2 separate regions of the Arachis hypogaea genome follow, and region 2 is linked to region 1. A link is a contact called in public Hi-C data. All regions are on one chromosome and are shown on one strand. The core of a region is the stretch at or near the end of the contact, and the rest is flanking DNA. Distances in the headings are between cores, read along the strand shown. Region 1 has its middle 17 kb from the start of LOC112780372. Region 2 holds the start of LOC112791087 (lipase-like PAD4).

Region 1 (2,700 bases), core at 139-2,638:
CTTCAACATGATATACACTTTGAGAAAGTACACTATTAAATTATTCATATGTTATTGAAAGAGAAAGGTTAAATCACTCTACTGGTCTCTATAGTTTTGCGAAATTTTTAATTAGGTCCGTATACTTTTTTTCTTTTTATTGGGTCCTTACACCAATTTTTTTTTCAATTAAGTCCCTCTTGGACTCTTAGTAGTAATTGGCTTAATTGTATAGGGATCTAATTAAAAAAAAAAAGAAAAAATTGGTATAGGAACTCAAATAAAAAGAAAAAAAAAGTGTAGGGACTCAACTAAAAAAAAAAAATTAGTGCAAGGATTCAATTAAAAAAAAATATATGAACTTAATATAAAATTTTGCAAAACTATAAGAACCAACAGAGTAATTAAACAAAAAAAAAATAATAACACATAAATTCTCCCATAAAAAACTCACACTCATATATATGAGACAAAATCTAATTATTATAGTATATTTTTAAACTAACATAACCCTTTATTTTATACCATCGTTATATTTACTCACAATTTTTTTCACTCTTAATATGTAAAGCAACTCAAAATTTTAAAGAGTTCTCTCAAAATCTTAAAATGAAGAACAACTTCTTGTTTTTTTCTACTCTCCTCGAAGTGTTTCATAAACACCAAGGTTTATTTTTATAGTTAATTTTATATTTTTTATTTGTGCCAATATAAAACGTTAATGGCATTTTTGTTTTTTCTACAAAATGTTAATACCGTTTTAACCAGGTTTAACTTTTTAAACTCGTATATCAAACAACACGGCATTGTCGTTTTCTCTTTTTCAATTAAAAAAAATGGCTTATGCAAAACGGCTTTGCCATTTTCAATTTCAAAATTTTAATTTTTTTCATAATATGATTTTAACTAATTTAAAAAATTTAACACACGTAATATGATAGTGACGTTTTTCATTTTTAAAAAGTAAAGGCTTTTTTCTATAATAATGCTAAATACACATATAAAAATAATGGTGAAAAATATACATTTCTCTACAATATTAAAAATGCTGAGCCTAAAAATATATTATTGACATTTTTATTTAAAAAAATTAGGTGAGAGTACACATGATATATTTATAGTTTGTAAATTGTACCAATTATTTCTTTTGTAAATTGTAAAAGATGACACTGATTGTTTGCGTGAACAAAAGTACATAACATTAAAAATGTAGAAGTCAAAGTTGTAATGAGAAATTAAAAAGTATAAAGATAATCATGGAGACAAATATGTTTACGATTTTCACATTAACAAAAAACAAAACAGAAAATATCTAAATGATTTATTTTCCAAGGAAAATATGCGGACTATAGTAGCAGGCCTAAGTCTTAAAAGTCCATTCAGCAACAAGACAACCTCCACAAATCCATAGATAATTATTAGGCGTTTATCCAAATAAAAACCTTTTGGCCCAATATCCTAAAGTAATAGTAGAACTCATTTGTTCCTGGAAAGAATATCAACCCAACCAAATCCAGCCCAATCAACCAATTGTAAGAACCAAAAGACTTAAAGGCCCTAACCATTTATCAAACCTAGCCCATTCAGTAAACAGTAGATCCGGTAGCTACTAATAGCAAGGGTAAAGTATGACTCAAACAAGTATTGGGGATCGAATCCCGCCTTGTGAATGCAACAATTCATTGGCCAACGACAGATCCTTAAATGGAGTTCAGATCCGCGATGGATTAGTCTTTGACCTGTCAGGTTGGGGGATACTATGAAAAACAAACAAAAAAAAAGTATGACTCTGGCTAACTTTTACTTGTAATAAAAAGAAGAGAGAAGAGGCAGATTGGCTAGCAAAGATGGCATTAAAGAGGAATTAGGTTTAGAATAGAGATATCATGAAAAAGTTAAACCCTGTGAGTTGAATATTTTCATGCGATAAATTTATTTTTTCTCTCCATACGTTTGTGAGTTTGAGACTGTGACTGAGACACTGAGTCACCACCATGAGAGGTAGTTTTGTTTGTGGGGTTCACTCACGAGCTTATAAACCAAGGCAAATACAAGGTACTGAAAGTGAACTTAGTGAAAGGGAGGGAAAGAAGGTAAGAAGGGATGAAGAAGGACTGGATTTTACGGGAAGCTTGTCATTGGTGCCACGAGAAGAAGAATGGATGGGAGAAGAGGTGATATAATATGCAAACTCTGCTCCACCACTAAGATCGTTCAGCGAAGTGGTTAAGGGAGGAAGAAAGCCAGTAACAATGATGGAAATGGAGGAAGGCGACAGCTTTTCCTCCTTAGAGGAAGAGGATATGGAGTCCGAGGAAGTACAAGAGACAGAAGGCCAGAATGTAAGAGAAGGTGAAAGGAACCAAAAGCTAGATATTAGAGTTGAACGGGTAGATGGTATTTTTAACTTTGTTATCAATGAGGCAGCCATATAAAGACTCTTAGGAACCCATAGTGGGAAACTTTAATTGTGAAGTTGTTAGGGCAACACATCTCACTGTCGGTAGGGGTGGCAACACTATCCGAACTCGTGGGTACCCACCTCGCCTCTATCCGCTCGGGGAGAGTTTTTAACGGAACGGATTCTTAGGCGAGGCGGGACGAGATCGGGTTTAGGTTAAACCCACCCAGTATAATATATAATAATATGTAATATATATAAAATAATTAGTAAAATAATTAATAATATTGTATCATATTTAAATTTTTACTTTAATTTAT
Region 2 (2,700 bases), core at 136-2,635, 75 kb after region 1:
GCCATGAATTTTCTGGAGATGTCGTCAAAACAGGATACGGAGCCATTCGGGAGGGCGTTAAACCACTTAATTATTGGGTTGGCTAGGGTTACCGGGAAGGCCCTGCACCGAACTACGTCGGCCGCTCCTTCTAAGTTCATATTAGCCTCAAATGCCATTAGGTGTTCTTGTGGATCCTTGGTGCTACCATACTTCATGTCAGTTGGTTTGTCGAAATCCTTCTATAACTTGGCCTTCATGATTCTCTCGGTGAAGGGGGTAGCTCCCATTATCACGTGTTCACTCCTTCTTCGCTTGAAACCTCTCTGGTATCTCCTTTCGTCTTCATCATAATGGCGTTCGGGTTTCCAAGATTTGTTGCGGTTCCTGCGTCGGCCGTGTTATTGATCTGGTGACCTCTCGTGCCTTGCGTCTCTTCGCGACACGGTTCGGGAGACCGCTTTGCTTGTGCGTTCCGTTTGGTACCATTCTTTAGAGGCGACCCGACTTTCCAAAGTCTGTACTCGCTGGTGTAGCTCTTGAATAATCCAGTTCACTTATTTTCCAGTCCATCGATTATCCTGGGTTCGCCAGATCGGGACTTGTCTGTTTGTGGTTGTTGATTATAGGTTGGCTGCGTGTGGATGACGCTGATTATCCTTCCGTGGGTAGGTGGGGGAGGGGAAAACCATCGTTCTGTGGTTCGTGCACTGAGGGGATTTGACGGGTTTGGTTCGTAGTGATGGTTTGAGAATCGTTCTTTGTGTTCGTTTGTCATTCTGCCAAAGCTTGACAAGTCTCCACAGACAGCACCAATGTACAAGACTTCGTTGGTACGGGTTGAGGAAAGGATCGGGGACATGTCGGTCTTGGTGATGATATGATCGGATTTTTGAAGCGGTAGGTGATGGTACCTGCAAAGACACTCCGACGTTCAAATTAAAATGGATTTAAAAAGCAAAAATTAAGGTTGTGTATGATAACGTATCCTAAAAAACTTTTGGCTCCTTGTATATAATTTTTTTTAGTTATCTTGTCTTATTTTATTGACTATGATAAGAGATATTCGAATTCGAATTTGAATGTTGGTTAAAAATTTTTTATTTTCTAACCAATTTAAACCGTAGAAAGGATTTTAACCTAAAAGTCAGACCATTGTTTGGCCGTTTTGGGGTCGGGTGGCAGGTCCGGAACAGAGAGAAAATGATTCCTTGTGTTCAATTATAATTTTATTTATTTACACTACATTGATTCTATCATTGGTAACTTTGTTTTGCACCCCCTAAATACGCAAACGCGTCTTGAGTTATAATTATTATGATGGCAAAAATGTAAAAGACCGAGTCTTGTTGTTCACGCGGTATGTTGGAGGTCCACCTTTGATCACTGTCCCCACAAAGATAATTAAGATAATTGTATGGAAAGACGACTTCGCTTTTGACTTCTCAGTTCTCAGTGAGCAAATTACAAATTTGTAAAGACAATATAAAATGTGGGCTATTCAAAGTTGAAGCCTTCAGGGGATTAACACTTTCAAGTGTCCATCTCTTCTTCGTTCAAACCTTCTTCCACACATTCGCCCTCTCCAGCAAAGACTATTCTATTCCATGGCTATCAACGAAGCTTCACCGTAAGTTCTCACTATTAGCTTCGCCACTCAAAATGTCAACAAAATCAAAACCCCGAAACCTTCCACGAAATTACCATAACAACAACAATAATAAATCCGTCTATTAATCAAAACCTCATTATCTGAAGTTTTGTTTTGGGACTATGCAGGTTTGAGAGCAGCGAGATGCTGGCGACTTTCGTGGCGTCGACGCCGCTGCTGGCGGAGTCATGGAGGCTGTGCAACCACGTCAACAGAAGCGCCATCGCTCACCGGAGCTTCGTGGCGGAGCAAATAGGGCGCGTGGCCTACGTGGCTTTCTCGGGCGTGCAAATGGTTGGGGGATCGAACGACACGTGGAGGAACATGGTGCCGTTGGATAGAATTGGTGACGTGGCTTTCTTCTCGTGTATTCGTGAAGGGGAGGAACCTGTCATGGTCCACGCCGGCATCCTCAATCTCTTCAATTCCTTGCTTCATTCATTCCAAACCCAGGTTGGTTTGTTTAATTCCTTTCTTTAATCTTGTCTCATGTATTTGTGTTAGCATATTCTTATTGTTTGTGGCATGTTTATTAATTTCTTTCCTTTTTTAGCAGTCTGAACAAGTTAGGATCGTAATCTTCTAGTTTCTGAATAACGTTACCAGATTTATTAAGTTGATCAGAATTTATTTTTTTTATTATTTAATTATAAATTAAATTTTTTTGTTTAATAATTTAATAATATATTTTATTTTATATTTTAAATATTAATAATTAATTAATAATAAAAAATAATAAATTTTAATAATTTTTTAGTATTTCTCTATTATTAGAGTTATCATATTTGAATACGGACAAAAATAATAAAGTGTTTAATTTTTAGAAAACAAATTTAATTCAAATAATAATAAATAAATAAGAATTTGATTGTTAAATAAAACCATATTAGAATCAATGATGATAAAGAAGATTTCAAGACGAAATATGAGAATTTAAGCCATCATTTCTTATAGTACTATAGTAGAATGGGCATTGTGGTTTTTTTGCAGCCATGGATATGTATTCGTTATTTTCTTGGGCTATTCCGATTGATATTGTCTTATATTTTTTAGAATAATACTACACATCT

The links. Hi-C and Micro-C count contacts between places; a contact is called where the count stands out from the background.
Region 2: a contact with region 1 is called in a Hi-C map of leaf, with 2.3 times the contacts expected there. The contact joins the promoter of LOC112791087 here to the enhancer-like site in region 1. A contact is called at or near these places in 5 of 8 Hi-C or Micro-C datasets (leaf and an unstated tissue).

What each region holds. Positions count from the first base shown.
Region 1 is chr3:119,444,848-119,447,547 of arahy.Tifrunner.gnm2.J5K5, forward strand. No RefSeq gene overlaps it. Among protein-coding and RNA genes, the nearest start is that of LOC112780372, 17 kb to the right of the region's middle. Within about 2 kb of position 1,389, at least 3 of the 3 cell types and tissues checked have open chromatin away from gene starts, as enhancers often do.
Region 2 is chr3:119,519,568-119,522,267 of arahy.Tifrunner.gnm2.J5K5, forward strand. It overlaps LOC112791087 (lipase-like PAD4), which reads left to right and starts at 1,386. Exons shown (of 4, transcript XM_025833789.2): 1 at 1,386-1,609; 2 at 1,759-2,083. The coding sequence starts at 1,587.